Linked DNA regions of Mus musculus: regions 1, 2, 4 and 5 are each linked to region 3. Evidence: chromatin contacts called from public Hi-C, HiChIP or PLAC-seq and capture Hi-C data. All regions are on one chromosome and are shown on one strand. Each heading gives the region's core, a stretch centred on a gene start, on an enhancer-like site or on the middle of the called end of the contact. The rest is flanking DNA. Distances are from core to core; before and after follow the strand shown. Region 1 holds the start of Dgki (diacylglycerol kinase, iota). Region 2 holds the start of Adck2 (aarF domain containing kinase 2). Region 3 holds the start of Zc3hav1 (zinc finger CCCH type, antiviral 1). Region 4 holds the start of Slc37a3 (solute carrier family 37 (glycerol-3-phosphate transporter), member 3). Region 5 holds the start of Mkrn1 (makorin, ring finger protein, 1).

Region 1 (2,700 bases), core at 134-2,633, 1.1 Mb after region 3:
GTGTGTGTGTGTGTGTGTGTGTGTGTGTGTGTGTGTGTGTGTGTATGTGTGTGTGTATGCATGTATGTGTGTGTATGCATGTATGTGTGTGTATGTGTGTATGTGTGTGTGTGTGTGTGTGTGTGTGTGTGTGTGTGTGTAGTGCTGATCCCCAACAGGTAGTCTTTTTCCCTTTCTCCCTGAAAAAGTCCCTGCCCTGTCTTATATAATGTACATGTGAGGGGAACTGCACACCGTGAGAGCTGGGCGAGGCTTGAGATTCCTTTGCTCAACCTCCTAATTTTAGGGCAAAAGAAGGCCATCTTTACTAGCACATACATCTACATAGGTAGTTTGGTTACTTGCACTTACTGTTGAGCATAGATCTTTCTCGCGTTTCCTGACAGCAGAGATTTCCTGGGTGAAAAACATCTAATTTAGAAAATGATCTGTCTTAAACACTTCGTTGCCCATCGTTCAAACCGCACAGATTTCAATAGTCTTAGAAACAAAAAACTGAGAGAGCAGACATTACATTCCTCCAGCGCATTAGGTTTCAGCCTTGGTGTCTGAACCGGTAGAAGCCCCTTCCTGGGCTAGCTCCTCCTGTCCTCTTCTTGTGAACCCTTAGCATAGGAACCCACAGCACGAGGCGCTCGGGTCCCCACTTCTGCTCTCAGCCTTCTGCTTCACCGAGGATCCTGTGATCCGATTCAATCTAATTAACAGCTGTTTAGGGAGCATCTTTAAGCTTTTAGAAGGCACCAAGCAAGGATCTAGGCGCGGGCGTTCATGGGTGAAGATGTCCCGACCGACCCTCTCCTTGAGAAGAAGAAGCGGGAGCTTAAATCTAGCCCCTTCCATAATTCACATGGTTAAAAAATTCCTCCCAAGGTTCCTCCAGATACACCCCACCACCCCGGCCTCCAAAGGTCCCCCACGTCTGGAGGTTACTGCTTGGCGCCAGCTCTGATGCTGCAAGAAGGTGACGGACAAAATGCTGCCTCGGGCATCTGTCATCAGTGGACTGGACTGAGATGTGCCCAGCAGCTCATCAGTGCTGAGTAGCTCCTGGGTCCGGGTCCGCTTCCCTTGTGCGCTAACCAGGGCGCGGCAACCCGGCTTGCCTCCAAGTTTCCCTGGGCACTCTCCTTTCTTGATGACCAGTGTTTGTCCCCAGCGTCCTAAGCCCCGCGGCTCCCACCCTTTCCCTCTCTCCTCCACTGCGATCCATTGCCTGCAGGCAGAGTTCAAGTTCAGTCCCGGCTTTTGCTCTGGATTTAGAAAAAGGAGAAGGGGTGGGAGAATTGGAGGGAGCCGGCTGGTCGGGCGAGGCCGAGGGGAGGCGGAGAGAGGTGGCCTCTGATTGGTTGGGGAGGGGGAGTGGAGGCACGGAGTTTCCCACAATGCCCCGGTGCGGTGCAGCCGCGGATGGATGCTGCGGGAAGGGGCTGCCATTTGCTGCCCCTGCCAGCGGCGCGCGGACCTGCCCGCGCTCCCGCCGCCTCCAGCGCCCTCAGCCCGACCGGCCTCTGCAGCGGCACCACCTCGGCTTCTTTCGCGGCCGCCGGAGCGGTCGCCATGAACCCCAGCTCCTCGGCGGGAGAGGAGAGAGGGGCGACGGGTGGCAGCAGCAGCAGCGGAAGCGGCGCCGGGAGCTGCTGCCTGGGCGCCGAGGGCGGCGCGGACCCGCGGGGTGCAGGGGCAGCGGCTGCTGCTGCCTTGGAGGAGCCCGCGGCCGCCGGACAGAAAGAGAAGGAAGAGGCGCTGGAGGAGAAGCTGAGGGACTTAACTTTCCGGAAGCAGGTCTCTTACAGGTAGGCGCGGGAGCTAGCGAGACAGGTGCCGCCCAGGGCGGGGGACACTTGCTCTAGCTCCAGAGAGGCACTTCTGTAGAGTTGGGGTTCAGTCTCTCTCTCTCTCTCTCTCTCTCTCTCTCTCTCTCTCTCTCTCTCTCTCTCTCTCTTCAACCTTCGTACCTCCGTGGTTTTGCTTCTATGTATGTCTGTCTATCTGTCTCTCTCTCCTGGGGATATGTTGTTCTCATCCTCTAATTCTGGGTTGAAGAGAAGAAGTGGGGTGCCCCAGCTTCTTCTCCCTGTAACACCCAGGGAGGGGTGCACTTGTAACAGAAGAGAACACTAAGGTCAGAACAAGATCAAAACCACATCTGTGAGTGTATGGGGTGCAAACCCAGACATGCCCAGTTAGAAGAGTTGCCAAAGTTGTCCCTAGGCTAGTGTCATCTCCACACTCCCCCATCCTTGCCGAGTTCACTGGGTGAGCCTTGGGCACTAACCGGATCGCTGAGATCTGTTCTGACAGGCAGCAAAGAATAAGCCATACAGAACAGAAATCCTTATGGGACGTTCTTGTCTGTTAAAGACTAGTGAGCTATGGGTCTCTTCTTGTAGGTATGTAAGTATGTCAGTGGGTGTTGGTGTTACATGCCTGTGTGTTCTCTCCCTCTCTCAGTGTGGACAGCCTACTCCCAGGCTTACCTCCCCCCAACCCCCTGCCCCCACCCCACCCCCACCCCCCGTCCCAGTGCTGGTGAGAAGAGATCACACTGGCACCTGAGGCTGGATGTGTCTTTGACACTAGGACAGTGTACGGTGAACGTCCACCCAATTACGCTTTATGAAGCCCCAATTGTGTGAGGATCCAAACCAAAGGGAAGATTTCATAGGTTCCTTACACTGCTCTCCCATTCCCAGGCAC
Region 2 (2,773 bases), core at 236-2,735, 1.2 Mb before region 3:
ACGCTCCCATTCCCAAGCATTTTTGGAGAAGGAATACTCAGTCTTAGAACAGAAAGCAATGTGCCCCTCACGAGGGTCTCTTTCGGATCTGGGGCAGACAGCTCAGTGGGTAGGTACTTGATTAAAGTGCTAGGCAAGGTCTGAGAGCACTTACTTTCACTGCCACTGGGATGAGGTGATCTGACTTAGGCAGATGCCAGGGAGCCTGAGACACACCCACTTCTGACCCACCAAGGTCAGCTTTAGGAAGAAGCAGTTTTTCTAGAAATGCTTCGTCGGCAAGGTTTTCTGAAGGCTTCCGGTCTTTCATAAAGGGCTCTCTCTGCATCACCACGGCCCTGGTTCCTGGGGCAGAGAGCTCCCCAAGTCTCCAGATCCTGTCTTCCTCCAACAAGGAAATACTAGCGAACGCTTTGTACACTTGGGCCACACAACCTGAACCTACAGGTTCCCGGGTCTCGAAAAAGAGGAGGCTGCCCCAATCCTCCCCAAATGCCTGCTGGAGTAAGTATTCCGTCCTTGCCCAAGGGTGGGGGGTCACCTGGACATGCAGCTTGGAGAACTGGGTACAGAAAGCCTCTGAAAAGAGGTCGCGCCGGGTGCTGGCCCATTGGCCCAATTTGATATATGTTGGGCCTGAGGTCTCTGTAGCTTTGAAAAGCAGATGGAGCCAGAGGGTGGAGAGGCCAGGGGCCAAGTAGGTGAGAGGGTACAAGAAGAGGAGGGGGAAGAATTTCGCCAAGAGCACACCAGCGCGGAGCCCTAGGCGGAGACACAGTAAGACGCGGGCCAGAGGCCCTTCTTGGGCCACCTTCTCCACTAGTCCATTTTCCGCCAGGTCACTCCAGTGAGTCTTTCTCTGGCACAAGCTGCCAGGCGCCCCCTCTCCAACACTGCCATGGGCTGAGATTAATTTGGGCAAAGTACCTAGCAGAAACCAACATAGTCTGGCATTGCGAGAGCATCCCAGGGGTCTGGAATGCCCAAGTTCCTTTCTGAACTCAAAGCATCTTAAGTGTGACAAGCAGACCCTGACAGACAAACGCCAGGGGGTCACCATCCTCTCTAGACCCCTTGGCCTAGACTGCTTGTTCTCTACCTAAAGGGAAGCCATTGTGGAGACGCTCCGTGCCGAAGCGGGGATGAGTCGGACCGCGCCCCCTAGCGCAGCCCAGGAGGGGAGGGATAACGGGGACCTGAGCCGGGGACCACGGGTGACAAGCTGTCCAGCGCCAGAGCTCAGAGTGCAGGGAGTCGCCGAGCGCCAGGGACGGAGATGCGGACCCGCGGCCTAGAGAGAACGACGAAGCCTCAGAGGGCCGCGGGAAGACCTGAGAGGCGCGCTCCGGCGGGCTCACGGGCCAGGCTCCCGGGGGGCGGCGGAGATGCCGAGCCGATGGCTCGGGACCTGCACAGAGCGGGCAGTGACAACCAGGCAGAGAGAGAGAGCACTAAGCGTCCGGGCCAGCGCTGCTCCCAGCTTCCGGTACCTGGTTCCGCCCTCTCTGCCCACGACATGCTCCTTAAAGGGGCCACGGCGCGAACTAGGGCAAAAGCGCCTGGGCACATCGAGTTCCTGTGATGATTTAGAGAAAAAACGCAGACGCGAGCTCTGTAGCCCTCTTTTCCGCGTCTGCCTTTCCTCTTCACAGCCTCGTAGCTTAAATCCTAGAAATATTAAACTACACTGAATATTACAAGTGGGTCCAAAGGAAGGACAGATTTTTCAGCTGCTGAGTTCTTGAGTCTCAGGCTACGCTGACTTAGCGGCGGTGTTTAGACCTTAGGGAATGGCTTATACACTTAACTAAGACTTATTGAGCCAAATCAGGTCTTTCTTGAATTTAATTTAATATTTGTTGAGTCACAAGAATATATACTAAACTAGATAGGTAACGATATTATTTTATGTCAAGCCCAACGAAATAAATGAGTTCGATCCGTGGAACCTACATGAAGGAAGGATGTCACCAATTCCTTTTAAGTCGTGTCCCCCACATACAAAATAAATGTCATAGAAATAAAAATGTAGCAAGGGCCACAGAAGCAGTGAGGAGCTGGTTGAATCATAGGCTGGGCTACTTTGGAGAAGAAAAAAAGGGTGTTGGGAGAGGAGCCAAATAAAAGTTCCAAAGTAGGAAAGACTTTTGATGTTCTGAGGGGTGTGTGTGTGTGTGTGTGTGTGTGTGTGTGTGTGTAGGTGATAGAGCATGGGAACTGAGCCTACATAGCCAGGGAAAGGGCTTGCAATTTCTTCTCAGCGCTCTGGAACTTAAAAAGCTGCCTGCCCTGGGGCACCACAGTCCCTACTACCTATCAACAGCTTTTGTCCCTGTGTGGAAAGAAATTTGCACAAAAGTCTGACCAAGGGTAGATTTAAAGACATCCCAGGTGAAAAGGATTATAGAAAAAGAGAAACAAGGACAAGGCCAGGGTTCCTATCACTGGACATGTCATTCAACCTCAAGACACACACCCCCTGGCCATCCAGAAGGCTCAGAAGATATAGTAATTTCTCCAAAGGTAAGATCAGGGCCACTAACAGTCAGGAATAGTGGAGTGGCCAATGGCTCTTCCTGTATGGTCAATAACAGTCCAGTTCCTAACTCTAAAAGATGGGGTACACCCTTTGGGTTTCCCAAGGCAGACATGATGCCTTACACTGCTTTGAAATGTGGTCAGGTGTCAGGCACGGTGCCCTCACTTTCAATTCCAGTAGGAAAGAAGGAAGGAAGGAAAGAAGGAAGGAAGGAAGGAAGGAAGGAAGGAAGGA
Region 3 (2,700 bases), core at 133-2,632:
AGTGAGTCAGAGAGAGCGGCTGTGCGTACCACACCAGAGGGATTCTCATTCGGGTTTCTGAAGAATTTGAAAGACTTTATTTCTTATGAATTTGTTTTTAAATTTTAAATTACATTTATCAGAGAGAGAGGGGGGAGGAGGAGGGAGGGAGGAAGGAAGAGAAAGAGTGTTGTGGAGGTCAGAGGGCAACTTGCTAGAGTAAACTCTCCCAGCATGTGGGGAAATTCTGGGGGTCAAATTAGTGTCCTGTGTTTTAGCAACTGGTGCCTTTACCTGCTCAATTATCTTCCTGGCCAATAATCCCTTTGCCCCAGTCTCACAAGTGCTGATATTACCGGCATGCCTTCACCACGCCAAGCTTTTAATATTATTTTAGCGTGTGTTTGTCTGAGTGGGTGGGGTCACTCGCACCTCCCTCTTGTGAAGTTTGAAAGCATCGCAGTGCACACTTCTCCTGCACCGTGCCTGCAGATTTTAAAGAAAGGGTTCCCATCTGATCGGTGAGCGCTCCATTCATTTCATTTCTGAGTGCTGAAAGGAAAGCCCCTTTCTTTTTCTAATTTGGGTCTAGTGTTTACTGGCCTGCAAATTAGCTGAGAATACAGATGAGACAAACTAAACACAATTGTGCAAAAGAAGTTTTAAAGTCACAATTTAACAAGGGGAGGAGGCCGAAGAGCGTATAAGGTTTGTGTGTGGTGAGTGTGTTTCACTACGGAGTCTGGAAGGACAATCGGAGTTTTTTTTTAATGCTAATGTTTGGAGCAGCAGAATCTTCCGGAAAGCTCCCTGGGGACACGGATGGCTCTTTAATTTCATCAGCCTTTGCTTTCCTCAAAGGGAAATCTAGTTATTATTTCCTTCTGTCTCTACAGTAACTCTACGGTAAGGTAAGGGTTTACCTTAAAAATCATCTTCATGCCAAGGGGGGAGGGGTGGGGGAAATCTGAAGACATTCTAAGCAGTTGGTTTGAGGCACCAAAATTGGAGATTTTAAGTTAGCAAGGCCAGAAAGGATCAAAGAGTGGGTCTTCAAATAGCTCTGGAGAAGGCTACGTAAGAAACCAGGGAGAGTAACAATCACCGCCCTCTAAGAGGGGCTCGGCACTGGGTAGAAAGTGCGTAATCCTAGATCTGGTGCCGCGGAATCAGGCCCGGAAACAAACTCTCGAGAACCTCGGTCATCCGAGCTCCACCTGTTCCTTCAAGTTATTTCCCCAAGTGCGGAGTTCGGATAATATCCATGTCCTAAGGTGGTGGCGAGCATTGACGACACTCGGCGGAGAGTCCCGCTTACAGGAAGCGCTCACCAGGTCTGCTCTTTCCGGGGCTGGGTGGGGCTGATTTGAGGACGCCTCTAGTGGGCCCCCCAGGATGCGTCACTCTCCTCAGGCTCATCAAAACTCCACCCGAGCCTCACGAACGTCCTTACTTCCTCTCTTCCTGGTAGCAGCCTTGCAGTCCCGAGCTCGGGGGACCTCACGTCTAGCCTGGAACCGAGGGTACCGCGCCGCGGCGGACCTGCCCGCCTAACGTCGCTCGCTTCCCATTCGCTCTCCCGCGCGGCTGACTTTAAATCTGACCCCAGGACCTCGTCGTCGAGGTCGGGCCTCGCGACACCACCGCCGGAGTTGGAAAGCGAAACCGCTCTGCTCTGCGAGCGGCACCGCCCGCGTCCGCCCCTGGGACCGCGCGTAAGTTTCGATTCTCCGTGAAGCCGAGTCCCGCGCAGCGGCCGGAGCAGCGGCAGCCATAGCGCGCCATGACGGATCCCGAGGTATTCTGTTTCATCACCAAGATCCTGTGCGCTCACGGGGGCCGCATGACCCTGGAGGAACTGCTGGGTGAGATCAGCCTCCCCGAAGCGCAACTCTACGAGCTGCTGAAGGCAGCAGGGCCCGATCGCTTTGTGCTATTGGAGACTGGAGACCAGGCCGGGATCACTCGGTCGGTGGTGGCTACTACTCGAGCCCGCGTCTGCCGTCGCAAGTACTGCCAGAGACCCTGCGACAGCCTGCACCTTTGCAAGCTTAATCTGCTCGGCCGGTGCCACTATGCACAGTCCCAGCGGTGAGTGCAGCGGGAATGGGGAAGGTTCTCTAATTGCCTAGTCCGGCGCCGCGGGGCAGCTTCCTAGGGGAGGCGGGAACCGGGTGGATATGGCTCACTCGGCTGCAAACCCCTTCTCCCTCTATCCCTCCTAATCTCTAGACCAGTGGTTCTCAGCCTTCCTAATGCTGCGACCCTTTAATACAGTTCCTCAGGTTTGTGACCCTCAACCATAAAATTATTTTCGTTACTACTCCGTAACTGTAATTTTGCTACTGTTATGAAATGTAATGCAAGTATCTGTGTTTTCCAATGGTCATATTCGACTCCTGTGAAGTTAGACCCCCAGGTTGAAAAATCTGTAGCCAAAGCGCTATTGGAAAGGCGGACAAGGCTGCCTCTCTACCCTTCTCACCTCCCACCAGAATCCTAATTAAAGTACGTTTGCACCAACCAGAGTTTGTAGAAGTTGCAGGCACACCTTTTTCTCCTTGCTACTCTGGTACCTCGAATGTTGCGATCGCCCCAGAATCCTAGCGGTGCTGCCCAGTCTCCTGTGTCTCGGGTGCGCCAACTCCTGGATCGCTGTGACCCTTCACTCCTTGTCTCTCCACCTGGCCAGATAGATAACTAAAGGTATAGTGGCCTCTC
Region 4 (2,700 bases), core at 175-2,674, 1.0 Mb before region 3:
GTGTTTGGGGCTGCTGAGTTACTTTTAGGTGACCCTAAGACTTTCTGCATTAGCTCATTACTCCAGCGTCTCCTCTGCTGGGGGATCTTGGGTCTATTGCTGTGGCTTCAGTTTTCCTAACCAAAACCCTTCAGGGTTTTAGTAAAGTTTAGCTAAAAGCTGGTCTGTAAGTCAAGAAGAGTTTGGTGGATGTCACCGAAGACATAAGATTAACTGTGAAATGAACCCAGGTCCAGGAGTGCCTTTTGTAGACCAGGCTGGCCTCGAACTCAGAAATCCGACTGCCTCTGCCTCCCGAGTGCTGGGACTAAAGGCGTGCGCCGGGTGGAAGCGTTCTTACTACCTGGCCTTGGATGCCCTGAAAGAGGAAACTGGGTGGTAGCACGGGAATCTTCCTTCTCTCCTCTTTCTCCTCCTCCACGTCTTCCTCTCCCCCTTTCTATTTTTATTTATGTGTTTTTGTATGTCTCTGTGTGTGTCATGTTCACGGAGGCCAGATGAGGGTGTCAGGTCCTCTGGAACTAGAGTGTGAGTCACCATGGAACCAAATCTAAGTCTCCTAGATGGGCAGTCACTGCTCTTAACTGCTGAGCCGTCTCTCCAGTTCCATTTTTTAAAAAATGATTTATTTATTTTTATTATATGTAATTACACTGTAGCTGTCTTCAGACACTCCAGAAGAGGGAGTCAGATCTCATTACTGATGGTGTGAGCCACCATGTGGTTGCTGGGATTTGAACTTCGGACCTTCAGAAGAGCAGTTCTTACCCACTGAGCCATCTCACCAGCCCTCTACAGTTCCATTTTTAAAAATGCACAGATGTGGGCTGGTGAGATGGCTCAGTGGTAAGAGCACCCGACTGCTCTTCCGAAGTCCAGAGTTCAAATCCCAGCAACCACATGGTGGCTCACAACCATCTGTAACAAGATCTGACGCCCTCTTCTGGAGTGTCTGAAGACAGCTACAGTGTACTTACATATAATAAATAAATAAATCTTTTTTAAAAAAAAAAATGCACAGATGTATGTATGTACGTACATATGTATGTATTTAATCATCTTTCCAGCTACGCTGCTGGGGATCTTAATACGAACTATTTATTTTGGTGCAATGGCAATGGGGTGCAGAGCTGTGAATACAAACAGGTGAATGACTATTCCTACCTATATGGACAACTGCATTTAATTAAACAAGAGTCTAAAACAGAATAACGCCTCCTCTTGAAAAAATGGTCAGCCTATCGGTTCTTCTCAAATGATATCTCTCACTCGTTGCTTTTCTCCGCTAACATTTCTGGACCTAGTCCCTTCCTGCAGGAGCTCAGTTAAACCCAACCAGTGGACTTTACAGCTCGCAGGTAAAGCGGCACTGGCGGACTACAGCTCCCGGCATGCACCTGTCCCCGAGGTCACGTGAGCGTCCGGAAGCTCTGGCCACATCCCGCTGGGTGAGGTGGCGGCGGGGGCGGCGGGAGCGGAGTCTAGCGGAGCGGGTTCTTCGGCGGGTCTCAGGTGCGAGCCTGCGTGCGCTCGGGTGCTTGGGGTCCTGGCCGGGTTGGGCGCGCGGTGGGCTTCGGGCGTGGGAAGCGCGGACAGCTGGTGGGTGTGGCGGCTCGGGCGCCGCTGGCAGCTGGCCCCCACCAGACCCCCACCGGGACCCCACCGGAGCTCCTGGTGCTGCCGCTGTGCAGTCCCGAGGCTGTGTGCACCGCAGAGGGAGGAGGACACCAGACACCAGAGAGGGAAGGTGGCCCAGCCCAGCCCACGCAGACCTCCCGGGTAGGGGGTACTTGTTCCCCTCGGCCCACCGATCTTGGCTCATGGGACGTTTGAACGGAAGAAAATGAAACCCAAGGAAAGGGTTCATGGTTTAGCAAGAGGAGGGCCACGTTTCAGGTAGGGTGGGAGGCGTTTGGATAGGATGCACGGAGGTCAGAGGGAGAATTGACTTCGTGGAAAAACTAGGGGTTTGTTTTCGAGTAACTGCCACGACCTCAGGGAATTCGGCTCTGCTTCTTATTCGAATGTCAGACTTTGGTTGTTCTTATTTGTAGAGTGTGGCCTGTTCTTAATTTTGATAAGACAATGGGGATGTGTCCACTTTTAACATTTTCTGCAATATGTTAAGCGATGCCGTGATATTTTACTGAAATGTTTAGAGGATACCTAGTTGCCAGGGCGAGCCTCTTTAGCCATTGCTTGATGTCTTCACTCACATTTCTGTTTACGAAACAATCACTGATGAAGAGAACACCTCGACTACTGTGGTAGTTGAATTATTCTTTTGCCACTTGCCAGATGTTCCTTGTAAGTAAAACAGAGTCTGCCCTAAACACACAGTAAATCCTTTCATTTAATCCTTAAGTGAGGAAAGAAGTGAAGTAAATGGACTTGACCTTTAGTGTCAGAGTTCTCTGTTTTTCAGGAGCAGTTCAGTGCTCATTGTTTAAGGTTTTGGATGAGTGCCTGGTCCTCAAGTGAGGATGACATGCTGTTGTTGCAGTGATAACTGGCACGATTAGGGCTTTGTCTGAAGGGCAGAGGAGAAAGTAGTTGTCTTTGAAAGAAAATAGGGAGAAGTTGGCCTTAGGAACCCTGGTATAAATGGATGTGGTTTTAGGAACCCTGAAACAGCTAGCTAAGTCCTTAACATCTGTGGTAATGCGGCAGTTTTAAGAAAAAGTGTGTGTGTGTGTGTGT
Region 5 (2,831 bases), core at 267-2,766, 1.1 Mb before region 3:
CAGATGTGGGAGACTCCAGCATATGAAGTCTTGACACCAACACTTTAGAGGGCTAAGACCTGTCCCTGTGAATGACTATAGTGACAAGAACTTTTCCATTGAATTTGTTGCTAACATTTGTGCTACCTCCCCAACAGCTGTGCAACAAATCTTAAAGATTAAAAGTAAAATAAAATAAAGGGGGACAGTGGTGAAGTCTTTAAACCCCAGGATTCAATATTTGGGAGGCAGATCTCTGTTCATTGAAGTCCAGCCAGGTTTACTTTATTGAGGAGGGAGAGAGAACTTTGGATCTAAAATGTTCCTCAGAAGTTCATGTGATGTGTCTTGGACTCCAGTGATTTATGCTTAGACACAGTTTTGGAGAAATGATTGGCACTGCCCTCATCAGTGGATTCATATAACCTGATGGTGGAAACTCTAGGGGAATGGGCATAGTTAGCTGGGAGCCAGTACTTGGGAGCATGTCCTTGAAGGCTGTCTGCTTACTGACAGATTCTTGCAGTGTAGCCCAGGCTGGCCTCAAGCCTGTGACCCTTTTTGATAGGTTATTTCTCTGATGTTGGTGAAATGAGCCAATTCACACTAGATTCGAGTCTATTAAAGGCAGGTTTATTGGGAAGCTCTCTCAGGCAGGCTAGTTCACTGGCCTCAGGAGTCGCCACGGGGGTAAGGATGGGATAAGGAAGGGAGAGAGAAAAAAAGAAAGGGCATGCAGGCAGAGAGGAGACAGAGAAAATGTCTAGAAATATAGGGAGGAGCCTCTGGGGTGAAGGGCAGCCTAGCTCCTGGGCTGGAAAGTTCAAGGTTGGGGGCAGGGAATGCCAGATAGGGACTAAAAGGACGCTAGGGAAGTCCGGAGGTCAAGTCTGCTTTGATATGTAAAATATGCACCTCAGTTCCTGGTCAGGTATAAAACCAAACACTTTTTTCCTTTAGCTTCCCAAGAGCTGGTATTACAAACAGGCTACCACACATAATTCATTTACAACATTACTGTTATTACTTTGACAGGATCTATTTAGCTTGGGCTGGTCTCGAACTTGCAGCCATTGTGATACTCAAGTCTTCACATTGGTGGGATTCCAAGATGTCTGCCGCCAGGCCCACCTGGGCACTTCCATCAGCAGGGATTCTGACAGTTCCTGTGAGAGAAAGAAACAGATCCCAACACAATAGGTTGGGATCTCACTCTAGATAAAGAGCAGACACAGCCCCAGGCCTTCCCCCACCTTGTACGTGCGCCACCAGCCATAGGCAGAAGTTGGTCCTTGCATGTGGTCCTTTGATGGCTAGGATGGCTAGGACCAGGACCATCCTAGCACACCTGGCTAAGCGTGTGATCACGCCCCTTTAGGGCGGAGCCTAAGCCATCACCAATCAGCGTCGCCGGAGGAGGGCCGCGGGTGCCCTGCGGAGCCCGCAGTTCCTGAGACCTGAGCGCTCGGAGACGCGGTGACACGGCGCGGGACTGGCGCAGAGCTCTCGGGCTCCTCAGCCTCCCTCCCCTCCCCTCCCTTCGCTGTCTTCTCCTTCTCAGCCGGACCGGAACTATGTGATCCCGGAAGTTCCGGGGCCATTGCTGTGTGGGATAAACAGTAATGGCGGAGGCTGCGGCTCCCGGAACAACAGCCACAACATCAGGAGCAGGAGCGGCAGCGGCGGCGGTGGCAGCGGCCTCCCTCACCTCTATCCCCACAGTCGCTGCCCCGTCCCCGGGGGCGGGAGGAGGGGGCGGCGGCAGCGACGGCAGCGGCGGCGGCTGGACGAAACAGGTCACCTGCAGGTAGGACGTTGCGTGGCGCGGCGGAGGGCGGGGGCTGCGGGGCCGAGCAAGAGGCGGAGGCGGGCGTCGCGGGGTCCCCGCTGCGGCTGTCCGTACAGCATCGCTGCGTCAGCCTCCGCAGAGGTTGGCCGCGGCATCGCTGCGGGTTTCAGACTGCGGGCTCGGACTGCAGGGCGGTCCCGTCACCTCGCCTCGCTCAGCGGCGCCCCGGTGCGTGCGGAGAGGACCGGTGTCCCCGCCCTGGCCTCCATCGCTACAGGTTCGGGGATGCGGCGCGAGCTCGCCGATGCGAATCGGGCTCTAACGACCCTCGGTGCGCCCTGAGACCCTCCAAGGGTCCCGGCGAGCTCGGCCGGCCCCGGGGCTCCGAGCCGGGCTATCCGTTTGTAACGTCTTTTCTGCTCTCTGCGCCGCTCACCCCCGCCCCGCCGGGAGCAGCCGCTTTTGTATGCCTTTGTATGTAAGTCGGTGGTCGGCGGTTCCGAGCTTTGTCTCCGAACCGAGCGTTCGGAGCCGGCGTTAGGCTCTTCCACCCTTGGTTTTATGAACTGCCATTATTATTACTGTCCCTTTGAGAGGCGTTCTTCTTTGCGAGAAAGGAGATCCGACCAGAGAGGTTTGGTTCTTGTTTGGTAAGCGAGACGAAATTATTGGGAAAATGTATGATCAGGTGACAGTTATACAGTACGTATGTTAAAAAATAATTCCCCAGCTATAAACGTTGGAGGAAGGATTGTTTGTATTAACGATGGGAGGGGGCTTATTGAGACAGTCCTACTGTGTGGCCCCGGTTGACCTATATAGTCTGACTGCCCTAGAATTTTCGGCAATCCTCTTGTTTTTGCCTCTCTAGTGCGGGAGTGCAGGGGTGAGATGATACCACGCCCGAGTATATAGATTTTAACTACCAGGAAGGACTATATACGCTTTTCTATCGGCTAAGAAAATTAAAAGGAAATGCCACTTTAAACCCGGCAAGGACAGTTTATTAACCGCAAATGCTAAAGGCAATTCCTAATGAACAACTCGGTGTTGATATTAACTC

What was found. A called contact is a pair of places that touch in the nucleus more often than the background predicts. HiChIP or PLAC-seq counts read pairs in DNA pulled down with a chosen protein or histone mark. Capture Hi-C pulls out chosen DNA fragments and counts their contacts.
Region 1: a contact with region 3 is called in an H3K4me3 HiChIP or PLAC-seq map of embryonic forebrain, with 6 times the contacts expected there. The contact joins the promoter of Dgki here to the promoter of Zc3hav1 in region 3. A contact is called at or near these places in 1 of 39 promoter capture datasets (hippocampal neurons) and 1 of 115 datasets of contacts at active chromatin or transcription factors (embryonic forebrain).
Region 2: a capture Hi-C map of macrophages shows a contact between it and region 3, with 5 times the contacts expected there. The contact joins the promoter of Adck2 here to the promoter of Zc3hav1 in region 3. A contact is called at or near these places in 3 of 39 promoter capture datasets (liver and pre-B cells), 1 of 115 datasets of contacts at active chromatin or transcription factors (bone marrow-derived dendritic cells) and 1 of 9 other capture datasets (macrophages).
Region 4: a Hi-C map of B cells shows a contact between it and region 3, with 13 read pairs. The contact joins the promoter of Slc37a3 here to the promoter of Zc3hav1 in region 3. A contact is called at or near these places in 2 of 484 Hi-C or Micro-C datasets (B cells and regulatory T cells), 1 of 115 datasets of contacts at active chromatin or transcription factors (thymic regulatory T cells) and 2 of 9 other capture datasets (adipose tissue and liver).
Region 5: a FOXA1 HiChIP or PLAC-seq map of pancreatic cancer cells shows a contact between it and region 3. The contact joins the promoter of Mkrn1 here to the promoter of Zc3hav1 in region 3. A contact is called at or near these places in 1 of 39 promoter capture datasets (hematopoietic stem and progenitor cells), 1 of 484 Hi-C or Micro-C datasets (CD4 T cells) and 1 of 115 datasets of contacts at active chromatin or transcription factors (pancreatic cancer cells).

The regions. Positions count from the first base shown.
Region 1 is chr6:37,298,659-37,301,358 of GRCm38.p6, reverse strand. Dgki (diacylglycerol kinase, iota) reads left to right here and starts at 1,383. Exons shown (of 34, transcript NM_001081206.2): 1 at 1,383-1,796. The coding sequence starts at 1,411.
Region 2 is chr6:39,572,588-39,575,360 of GRCm38.p6, reverse strand. It overlaps Adck2 (aarF domain containing kinase 2), which reads right to left and starts at 1,485. Exons shown (of 8, transcript NM_178873.3): 1 at 155-1,485. The coding sequence starts at 1,060.
Region 3 is chr6:38,353,285-38,355,984 of GRCm38.p6, reverse strand. It overlaps Zc3hav1 (zinc finger CCCH type, antiviral 1), which reads left to right and starts at 1,382. Exons shown (of 13, transcript NM_001347122.1): 1 at 1,382-2,070. The coding sequence starts at 1,763.
Region 4 is chr6:39,376,431-39,379,130 of GRCm38.p6, reverse strand. It overlaps Slc37a3 (solute carrier family 37 (glycerol-3-phosphate transporter), member 3), which reads left to right and starts at 1,424. Exons shown (of 15, transcript NM_028123.3): 1 at 1,424-1,512.
Region 5 is chr6:39,419,054-39,421,884 of GRCm38.p6, reverse strand. It overlaps Mkrn1 (makorin, ring finger protein, 1), which reads left to right and starts at 1,516. Exons shown (of 8, transcript NM_018810.2): 1 at 1,516-1,786. The coding sequence starts at 1,602. Gm10244 (predicted gene 10244) reads right to left here and starts at 1,507. Exons shown (of 2, transcript NR_152168.1): 1 at 1,233-1,507; 2 at 591-1,145.